Linked DNA regions of Mus musculus: region 2 is linked to region 1. Evidence: chromatin contacts called from public Hi-C data. All regions are on one chromosome and are shown on one strand. Each heading gives the region's core, a stretch centred on a gene start, on an enhancer-like site or on the middle of the called end of the contact. The rest is flanking DNA. Distances are from core to core; before and after follow the strand shown. Region 1 holds the start of Pik3ca (phosphatidylinositol-4,5-bisphosphate 3-kinase catalytic subunit alpha). Region 2 overlaps Pik3ca (phosphatidylinositol-4,5-bisphosphate 3-kinase catalytic subunit alpha).

Region 1 (5,410 bases), core at 401-2,900:
AGCAGGCTTGCTTTCAAGCATTATACTCTGTCACCAATAAAATAGCAACATTTGTTCCTTATTTCCCTTCTGATGATTTTACTATTCTGATGTGGTAACATTTGCTTCAATCACTCGTTCTGCAATTTTTTTTAAATGTGTACTTGCCTATTTTGCTTATTTTGAAAAATGAACGATTTAAAAAAAAATATGGATGACTACATATTTCCTATTGTCTCCCTTTAAAAAGTCCCACAACACGAGGTGGAAAAAAACAAAAAAACAAAAAAAAAACCCAAAACCCTAAGTCAACAAAACCCAAACCCAAAAAACAAAACCAAACACCAAACCAACAGTACCCTTTCAGATAATTTTGACAGATACTGCAGAACAGTTAATCTGGTAATTAAAAATTTCCAGAACACGTGATGTTTATTTATACCGTGATCTACGCTGTCAACCAGAACCCGACGCTTTAGTTTGAAACAAAAATACCTTACAACTTGAATTCACAGACACGGTGGTAGATTCTTGGATTGCAGTTGCAGTGGGAGCCCACTAATCAAAACACCGTGTTTTGATTTGTCCAAATTAATTTAGCAACACAGTATCTTTTATTTTTATTTTTCTTGGCCCAGGACTTTTCTTACAACGCATCATTAAACACAAGAGATTCGACATCACACGATGTCAACAAATACCAAGAGAGGCTAGCTTCCAATATGGTCTAAAGTGATTCAAAAGTTGCAGTGGCAACGGCCAGACCGGAGCTACCTGGGCTCTATCTACCCAAGCCGGTTTCCCCAGGGTCCCGCGAGCCCACGCCCCGCGTGTGCACAAAGGCGCAGTGGAGGCACGAGCTTTGGGCTGCAGTCTACTCTGTCCCCCACAGACGCAGGCTGCACAAGCCCTCCGCTGGTCTTCCATCTACCCACGTAGAGCGGAGGCTGACACCGTCCGCGAGCGGCAGAAGAGGCCGCACGGTCCCTGGATCGCAGGGGAGGCACGGAGAAGACGAGCGCCCGCGAGCCGACACCCGGCTCCGGAAAGGAAGGCCCGGCGAGAGTGAGGGCGGCGGGGCTCGCCAACACCCGACCCCGGGGCGTGCGGCCCTGCGTGCCCTTCCCGGCCTCGCTGCGATCGCGCGATGGAGGAGGACCGGGCGGAGGCCGGGTACGAGGAGAGGGGCCGGGAGCCCGCCCGCCCGCCCGCCCGGAGCCCGCCCTCCCTGCCATCTACTCACGCTCCGGCTTCTCTAGGCTGCGCGGCTCCCGCCGCATCGGGTCCCGGCCCCGCGGGCGGCGGCGGCGGCGGCGCCGAGGGAGAGGACAGCGGGCGGCGCGGCGCCCGCCTCCCGGGCCCTCTCCCCCGCCGCTGCGGAGCGGCCCGGCCGGGCCCGAGCGCTGCCTCGCCGGCCGCCCCAGCCCCAGCCTCGGCCGCCGCGGCACCGGAACTGCCGCTCGCTCGAACGCTCTCTCCGCTCGGCGCCGGCCCCGCCGCACGCCCCCACCCCCGGCTCCGCTCGCCGGCGCCCGGGCTCTTTTTCCTTTTGTTTCCAGAATAAACTTTATTGGTCTCTCTTTCCGCTCACATCGTGTAAACAAACAACGAACTCTTCCCCACCCCCTCGGCTCCCCCCTCCTGGGGCAGAGGAGGGTGAGAGCTGAGGAGGGGCCGAACTTGCAACGCCCCGGAAACAGGGCTGCAAAGACCGGAAGTGAGGCGGAGAAGAGGCCGGGCAATGGGCAAGTTCGGGAACAGTGACTCACTGCGCCTGCGTCCTGCTCTTCCGCCCCGAGTGGCAGTGCGAGTCAGCGCTGCAGTCGTAGCTCAGGCGGTGGTGTCATCCTGGGACGGCGGACGTGTCAAACCTATTAGCTTCTTCCAGCGGCAGTCTGTCTTGGGAGAAGCAGACAGGAAAGTCGGGAGCGAGGGATGCCCAAAGAGGAAACGAAAGGAGGGCAAGATGAAGGGTGGCTCTCCCAAATTGGATGCGGATTTCAGGAAGAAGTCTTTTGCAAACACTGGTTTAAATTGTAACCCACTCCGATAGCCCTCTGCAGTCTTTAGAGGTCTTTGGCTATGTCCAGTCTGTTTTCCTTGTATCCCAGCTATAGAAGCTGTGTTACTTTTTCATTTTTGAGGCTTCAAAATAGTTATGCTGGCTTTAAGTACGATTCAACGTGGTGAGGTACTGCCTAAGGTTTTGGTTGCAAGGAATGAGATATGTTGACTTTTAAACGATGCAACCCCAGTAATCCCACCACTCAGGAGGCTGCCGGATCTCTGAATTCCTGAGTTCGAGGCCAGCCTGGTCGAGAGGCGGGGGCGGCAACAGACGGACAGACAGACAGTCGGTATCCTGCGTTTCTCTCCTTACGGGTCTTTTATCATATTGAAAAAGCCTAAGGTCCAGAATCGAAGTCAGAGCCAAGTCCGGCAGCCTAGTGCCCCCTGGAATTTTTAAAGTGTAGAGGACAGGAAATACACTCAAAACTGCCACGCGTCCTCAACCTCGTCTTAAGGATTCATTCCTCTGTGTTTTACTGGACTGTCTGTATTTCCTGTTTTCTTTCTTTTCCACCCTAAGGCCTCGTTTTAATCTCACATTCCAGGGAATCTGAGTTTTAAAATATTTAACTAGTCGTGTCCGGCAGTTTCAGAACACCCTTATCCCCGGTCGAGGAGTTAAATAACCTTGAATTTCATAGTTAATCTTAGGTCCTAAAAGCATCATTACTTAAATTGTGCTTCCTGTGTGATATTAATAGATAATACTTGGTCAGGGAATTTTATGCTGGGAATAGTTTGCTTTCTAATTTTTTTTTTTTTTTTTTTTTTTTTTTTTTGGTTTTTCGAGACAGGGTTTCTCTGTGTAGCCCTGGCTGTCCTGGAACTCACTTTGTAGACCAGGCTGGCCTCGAACTCAGAAATCCGTCTGCCTCTGCCTCCCGAGTGCTGGGGTTAAAACCACGCCCAGCTGGGTTTTTTGGGTTTGTTTGTTTGTTTGTTTGTTTTTTAAGCTAGGGGCCAAACTGGGGACTTTGTGTATGCTAGCAAGTCCCCTACTACAGAATTACAGCCTTGAATTCTTTCTGCAGTATTGCTAAATGTTTAAAGTATGTTACACATCTGTGGGATAGAATCATTAAAATACTGAAAGAAAAATGCTTTAGAGGAAAAGAAAAGTTACTTATTATTATATTATTAGACTGTGAAGCAAGCAAACCAAAATGCATCAGAATTAAATAATTTCACCATAATTCTTCCTTTATTAGAATTAACTTATTTACTTATGTATTGAGACAGGATCTAGACATGAGCCCATGGGTTGGCCTCTGTCTCAGCACAGTCTTCCTGCTTCATCAGACCAAGTACTGAGATTACAGGTGTGAAACATCACAACTGGTTAATACCATCCTAAGCATTTTGAGGCCGAGATGTCCACAATAAAGCTATTGTTTCATGCCAAATCACTAAAATTATGACCATAGTTATTTGTTTCTAGGTTGGGTTTTTTTTTGTTGTTGTTGTTTTTTGTTTGTTTTTTTTTTTTTTTTTTGACGCAATGTCTTAGTAGCTCCTGCTGGCCTTGAACATTCTGTACTTCTGTGGATGAATTTGAAATGGTGGTCCTTTGGCTTCTGCCTTCCAAGTATGGGGTTAGAGGCATGTACAATTATTCTCCTGCCTTCGGATTTACTACCATTGCTGGGGTGATGATTCACAATGATTATGAATTTCACTGGATCAAGAAACACCTATGGAAACTGCTGAGACTCACCTCTGGGTGTGTCTGGTGGCATTTCCCAAGACAGGTAGATCAGGAAGGCTCTGAAAAAAAAATCAATGGATTAATCCTTTGATGGATTCATAGTATAATGGCAGTGTTGGGAGGTGGTGGTAGGGAAGTGGTGGGATTCAGGGCCCAGGGGGAGGAAGTAGATCAGGGAGGTTAGGGGAAGGCTCTATCTTGCCCTGGTCTCTTCCTATATTTTCCTCTCTCTGCTTTGAGCTCCAAGAAGTGAGAAACAGTCTACTACACTCCAACTTCCATGATGTTCTGCCCAGGCTTGGGGAAAGCTACAATAAGCTGATTCCTTTGAAACTATAAGTTAAAATTTGGTGTTATGGGGAGGTACTGGACCTGCTAGGAGGTGAAGCCTAGAAAAAGGAAATTAAGTCACTGAGGGAATGTTCTTGAAGATGATATTGTGCCATGCCTCCTGAAGCTGGATCCTGGAAACCTGACTGGGAGCAACAGGAGATTAAGAAAGACAGATAGGTGTAACATAAAGCTGGAATGACTGCATGAGTGCTTGGATAGAGACACACCAGCAACCCATATGGTCAGCGAGGTTGTTATGTACAGCATAAATGAGGAGACAGATCTTTGTAGAGGAGCAATCTCCAGGTATGTAATGGTGCCGTCATGGGGAATGAAGAAACTGCAGTTGAGACTCTGTACTCTTTGCAAATACTGTTTTTAGTTAAAGGTCAACCTTTGGTCGGTATGTGTACTCAGACCAGGGAAAGACCTTGCCATTCTACTGAACCTTACTGGAGGAAGTCCTCGCCATTCCCATGAGTCTCAAGCGTTGGCATCCTTGGCATGGTCATGCTCGTGTCATATGCTCATTCACACAGAGAAACACTGGCTAGAAACCCACAATACTAGGACTTTGGTTGCTTTCATCGCTGCTTCCTGGATGCTGTGAAATAAGAATCCTCCTCTGCCATCGGCTTCTTACATAAGAAACTGTTTTGCCAGAGGCTCAAATTAACGTAATCAAACAGCCATGAGGTGAAACTTCAGAAGCCAGAAATCAACGTAAACCTTTCAAGTTGTTGATCATGGTTTAAACTTTTAAATATCTATTTATTGATACAGAAGGAGGGTGTGCATGTGCCATTGATGAGTGTGGAGGTCGTACAACAACTTGGAGTAGAGTCTTCCCTTCCGCCCTATGATTCTTATGGTTAGAACCCTGTTCTCAGGTTGTGAGGCCTGGGACTTTGTGCCTTTAGCTGCTGAGTCACCTTGCTGGCCCCTGTTGTGTGACACTATTCCTGGGAAATGTGTCAGCTTGTCCCAGATAGGGAACTGATGACATACCAAAATACAGCTACCCCTAAGGTCCAACTTGCTGGATCTATGAGTTTTGTCCGGGTTTCTTATGAGAATGGGTGAGGTGTTACTTAGAGGAGCAGAAATGACTCAAAAGACAGCTGCATCACCAAAGCCCCTCTCCACTCTCCCCTGACCCCCAGCATGGGTGGCAGCTCACACAAGCTGGGAGCTCACTGCACAGCCTACAGGCAGGTCGACAGCTTGGAGAGCGTCCTTTCCAGGCAGCTCTGCTGGTCTTCATTTCTTAGGCAGCCAGGCTGGTGTCTGGGTATCCCAGGCAATGCCTAGAGTCATCCTTGC
Region 2 (5,589 bases), core at 235-2,734, 41 kb before region 1:
ATATAAAATAAAAAAATTAGGGCCAACTTCTGATACTATTATTTTACTCTTAAACTGCAAAACACTACAACAGTATCAGAAGTGATCACTGTAATAGAAAAGCAGCTTCCTTTGGTAAGCCTGACAGTGCATGTCAACCCTGACAGCTAAGCCTTTCTCAGGGTCAAACCCCACCCTACTCCCTCCAAGTAGTTCCTGAGGAACATTTACTGAATTGAAACAATGAAGCCCCATAAACAAACTGGTATGGTTACCTACACTGGTAATTCTAGCACTTGGGAAGTGACTGGAAGAAGATGAAGGCTTAAGGTCATTTCTAGCTACTACATGACCAGTTTGAAGCCAGCCTGGGGTATATAAGACTCTGTCTTAGACAAACAAAATCCCAAACAATAAAAATAATAAGTAACAAGACTCAGAATAACAGAGTTATTTTTTAAAATGTTAAAACGGGTGGGTCTCCCTTTTGAAACAGCAGGCTGTACTTCTGCACAGAGTTCAAGGTCAGACATGTTCCTCAGTCACTGTCTGCTTCATGGAGAGAGGATCATTTCCTGAATAGGGAGCTCCCAAGGCCAGGCTGACCGGGCACAGAGCTTCAGAGATCCTCAGACACAGGCTGCCGGCCATGCCTGGCTTTCATGAGGTGCTGGGGTCCAAATACAGTTCCTCCTCACACTTATACACAAACACTTTACCAACTGCTCAATCTTCCCACGCCTAAGAGAGCCCTAGTACATATGTGTACATGTGTCCTTGTATGCATGTCACAGAGAGTGCATAGAGTTCACAAAGCTGGCTCTCACTTTCCACCATGAGTCCCAGGGATGTGACTCAGGTTATTAGGCTGGGTAGTAACAAGTGCCTTTATGCACTAAGCCATCTTGCTGGCCCCTACACATGGATTTTTAGCCTATGTTACTGTATATACATCATAACTCCCTATTTTCCCACTTATCACCAACTAAAGGCCACTGTCTCTCTTATTAAACAGTAACTGGTGTGTGTATGCTACCACTGCTTCTCAGCTGGATTTATTCAGTGACCAGAGAAAGAGAGGAAGAAGGTTAGTAGTAAATGTAATAAACCAAGATTCTATTTTAATGTTGTCCCCACATCCTTTGTAGGAGCAGGTAGGTCATGAAATGAGTATTTTGTGGTTAGTGTAACTGCTATGTCTTCCAACTCTAAAATAATTGCATTATTTAAACATAAACATAAATAGACAAGGGACTGGCTGAAATTCACTCATCCCAAAGGGGGTGAATATGAGCCAACACATAAAATACACATATGTCATAAATATAGCTCAGTGGTACAAGACTTGGCTGGCATTCACTATCAGTATTAAGCAAAATTCAAGTATACTAATAAAAATAAGCTTACAAGTGGTACTTCCTAAAATGAATATTCATCATCCGAACGCTGTGCCATGCAGCTCTGGTGTGGTGCCGTCACTCACCTTGTACTGACTCAGAGGGTACTTTTCCAGGAAGTATTCGTCACAGCCACACACTTTCAGAATATACTTGCCCTGATATTCTAAGACACAGAGTTTCAGCTGCTCAGAGGACAACAACATGCTCCGAGTCTTTTTCCTGATGGCTTCAGCAATGACTTGCTCTGGCACACAGTCATGATTGATCTTCAGAGTGTACTTCTGCTTGTCGTTGTTTGGAGAGACTATTACCCAAATCACCACTATGATTTGTCCTGTAACCAAAAAACACCGTTAGGTGCATCGCTGTGTCTATTTCATTTCTCTGAAGACAAGTTTCGAGAAGTGTTCACTGTTCCGCTAAGCACAACCAGAAACCATATCTAGTTAATCCAAATAGAGGTAAAGATCTGTCTAAAGACACAACATCCAAGGCTCCTTTTTGAGTGGATCACAAGGACCCATGGCTGAGCTTAACGCCACATTAAACTTTAAAAGGAGAATCAGCTCTAATTCTGTTAGTATTCTATGCAACAGTGAATTCTAAACTCAGTTCTTGAGTGTCAGTGAGATAAGCATTTACCAAGGGGTGAGTCAGTAAGAAGGAGTGACTGCTATCCAGAAGTCATTACTCCACACTCAGCTCTCAGGGTGCAGGAGCCCTTCCTTGTCTTAGGCGCATGATCCAGCTACCAAAAGGCAACCGTGCAGCAATCAGCACAGCTACAGCAACACAAGGTCCGCTGCGGGGACCGCCTCCTTACCTTTATCTAACTTGTTGTAGATGTGCTTTGGCAGTTCTGGGGAAGACTCGACATTTGGAGGGTAGACATACATTGCTCTGCTATGAGGCGAGTTGAGATCCCGCAGGTCCACAGCTTCTTTGCAAACATTCAGAATGTTCCTTCGAAAGTCTTGGACTTCTGGATCTTTAACCATATCAAATTCACACACTGGCATGCCAATAACAAAACCTAAAAAAATAGGATGTTTATAAACAATGTAGGGCAGAAGTGGTTTTTACAAACGGAGAACTACACACATTTAGAAAAGCACAAAAGAAAGTTTCTATGAATTAAAAAAATGTTTTGATAAATCCATTTTTAAGAGGACAGCCAAGGCTACACAGAGAAACCCTGTCTTGAAAAACCAAAAGAAAAAAAGAAAAGAAAAAAGGAGTTGGCCTCAAGCATTTTAATTATATGCATTGTCCATATATCCATTAATATTATGATAGGACCTTTATCAACTTTTTCTGAGTAATAAAACTTGGCTAATAAGAAATCTAAGTCCTCCTACTAATTGTTTCCCTTAAGTAAAACCCTACAGGATATCAAAGCGTTACGAAGTTCTATAGCTCAGTAGTAAAAAACCATAAAAACAAAAACCCTACTTTATATTTTTAAATAGAAATCTACTCAAAGATTACAAAGGTAATAATTCAAAGTATCTTAAGAATAAAATAAAGAGGAGGCATCATAGTTATTTGCAGTTTAGCAATGACAGTGTCAATTAGCTGAAAATTATATCATACCAATTTCTCGATTGAGGATCTTTTCTTCACGGTTGCCTACTGGTTCAATAACTTTTAAAAAGGGTTGAAAAAGCCGAAGGTCACAAAGTCGTCTTGTTTCATCAAAAAATTCTTCCCTTTCTGCTTCTTGGGTGACACTTACGAAAATGTAAGAAGTTTCGTCTTGCAGAAGCTGATGGAGAGGGTATTTCCTGGCCTCTCTGAACAGTTCATGTTTGATGGTGACGAGTGTGGCCTCACGGAGGCATTCTAAAGTCACTATCATTCCATTGGGGAGTAAACATTCCACTAGGATTCGTGGGGGCATCAAGTGGATGCCCCACAGTTCACCCGAAGATGGTCGTGGAGGCATTGCTCTGACCCTCTGCAAACTTTACATAGAAAACCGCCTTATGGAGTCAGAATCACGACTGTCTCCAAACAGTGCCCTGAACAAAAGAAGAAAACCACCTGTTAGAGAGAAGCAATTGCTGATCACACACTGACGACAGCACTGAGAAGTGCAAATGGTCACAACTTGTTGTCTGACTAATCAGAGCAGTAATAACTTATGTGTTTTAATCTAGATGGTTGCTCTAAACTAGGCTACACAGATTTTATTACAGAAGACAGTAGAAAAATAACCTGCATTTAATTAGATTTAATGAAAATTTAAAAATATTGAATAGGTTTTCTAAGCTGGGTCTCACAAAAACAAGCAATGGGAAGAATGAAAAAGCAAGCTGTAACTCAACCAGAAATGACCATCTCCCCAGGCTTGGTGGTGCAGGCCTGCAACCTCAGCTCCTTTGGCTGAGGCAGGGGGATTTATTTGCAGGTTCAAGGCTTGCCTGGAACACTTAGCAAGCATGTCTCAAGTAGCAGCAGCCAACAGGTTAGGGATGGGATGGAGTAGTGAGCACTTGCCTGGCACACACGAAGATGGCTTCTGCCACTGTTACTATCATTTGAGGATGCCACAGACATGGCAGATCTTTTAGGTAACGGGTCCTGACTTATTTAAGTGTAAATACAGCCCAGATACTCCTCCTTCTTTCTCTTCACCCAGCATATGCAGTCATGTGAAATTAAATGGCTTAGTCTTTCCATCTTAAATCTTTGTTTGTTTGTTTGTTTTTTTCGAGACAGGGTTTCTCTGTGTAGCCCTGGCTGTCCTGGAACTCACTTTGTAGACCAGGCCTGCCCTTAGACTCAGAAATCCGCCTGCCTCTGCCTCCCGAGTACTGGGATTAAAGGCGTGCGCCACCACGCCCGGCTCTATCTTAAATCTTAATGAATGTGTGCATGTGAGTGCAGGCGCCTGTAGAGGACAGAGGGAACAGATCTCCCTGGAGCTGGAGTTACAGGCAGCAGGGAGTGCCTGATGTGCGTGATAGAAATAAATTCTGTTCCTCCGAAAGAGCAGTATGCATTCTTAACTGAAAGCCATTTCTCTAGTCCCTGTCACTTCCTTTCTGTTGGTAGGGGGCTGGGTTGTTTGTCTAAGTGATACTTTTAGACCACTCTGGGGTTTTGTTTGAGAAAGGGTCTAAGACGGTCCAGCCTGGCCTCGAATTTTCGATATAACAAAGACTAGCCTTGCTTGATGTTCCGATGCTTCTAATTCCACCTGCTGACTGTTGGGGTTATAAGTGGCTTCCATTCTGTTTTTAAAGGTATTCTATTTTTGCATGTGTGCATATGTAACTGCAGAGGCCAAAGAGCATCAAATTCACACAGGTATAGCTGAAGTTACAGATGCCTGTGAACTGCCTGATGTGAATGCTAGGACGTGAACTCTGGGCCTCTTCAAGAGCACCAAGTGTTCTTAATTGCAAATCCACCTCTCTGCCTCATTTGTTTTGGTTTTTGCTTTTTCAGGACAGGGCTTCTTTCTGGGTAGCCTGGATGCCCTGGAACTTACTCTGTAGATCAGGCTAGCCTGTGCCTCCCAAGTGCTGGGACTAAAGGCTGGTGCCACTCTTAGCCCCCAATTTGGTTTTTAAAGTATATTGTTACATAACAAAATATCATCAATTATTTTCCTTGAAGCATGGTGATTAAGCTGTGCCAATTCTTAATATTCTTGAGATGGACTGTTTTAAATATTGAAGGACCTACGACTAACTCTCTGTGTCACCCCACTTCGGATTAAATACTTATAATATTTTAGATGACAGCAGTCTTGGGGACTCATTTGGAAGATGCCATTAAAACCTTTAAAATATGCACGCTTACAGTTGTTGAGATGGCTCATGGGTAAAAGTGCTTGCCATGGAAATCAGATGACCTGAGTTCAATCTCTGGTCTCACAGGGAACCAGTTCCCAGAGCTGTCCTCTGACCACATCTGGACAATGTACCAGTGCTCAAGTCCCCAGCCCCCATACACACATGCCTTCCAAGGCTCCTCTTAAAAACGAGAAAACAGAAGGCAATTTCCTGCTGTTTTTAGGGTTTCTTCCACTCAGTGACACTGAGAAGTCAAGCAGCACAGAAGTCAAGCAGGAGATGCCAAGTGAGAAGGTCCTGGGGAGGGGAGAGACAGCAGCAAGGAAGAGGGCACGGTGCTCTGGCAGAGATCCTCCCTACTCAGGTTCAGTTTCTAGCCCACAGAAGCTCATAACCACATCTAATTC

What was found. A called contact is a pair of places that touch in the nucleus more often than the background predicts.
Region 2: a contact with region 1 is called in a Hi-C map of CD8 T cells, with 1.9 times the contacts expected there. The contact joins the enhancer-like site here to the promoter of Pik3ca in region 1. A contact is called at or near these places in 7 of 39 promoter capture datasets (the 3T3-L1 cell line, 3T3-L1-derived adipocytes, the HPC-7 cell line and 3 more), 2 of 15 datasets of contacts at CTCF or cohesin (CD8 T cells and the NIH/3T3 cell line), 49 of 484 Hi-C or Micro-C datasets (the BV-2 cell line, the Ba/F3 cell line, the C2C12 cell line and 33 more), 24 of 115 datasets of contacts at active chromatin or transcription factors (the 230-238 cell line, CD8 T cells, the HPC-7 cell line and 18 more) and 3 of 9 other capture datasets (adipose tissue, liver and pancreatic islet).

The regions. Positions count from the first base shown.
Region 1 is chr3:32,393,305-32,398,714 of GRCm38.p6, reverse strand. It overlaps Pik3ca (phosphatidylinositol-4,5-bisphosphate 3-kinase catalytic subunit alpha), which reads right to left and starts at 1,650. Exons shown (of 21, transcript NM_008839.3): 1 at 1,223-1,650.
Region 2 is chr3:32,433,941-32,439,529 of GRCm38.p6, reverse strand. It overlaps Pik3ca (phosphatidylinositol-4,5-bisphosphate 3-kinase catalytic subunit alpha), which reads right to left. Exons shown (of 21, transcript NM_008839.3): 2 at 2,973-3,400; 3 at 2,203-2,412; 4 at 1,463-1,713. The coding sequence starts at 3,324. Among named protein-coding and RNA genes, the nearest start is that of Pik3ca, 40 kb to the right of the region's middle. Within about 2 kb of position 1,484, at least 20 of the 459 cell types and tissues checked have an H3K27ac peak or open chromatin away from gene starts, as enhancers often do. A contact at or near this core is called in CD8 T cells, Th1 cells, Th2 cells and 2 more, where this site is marked.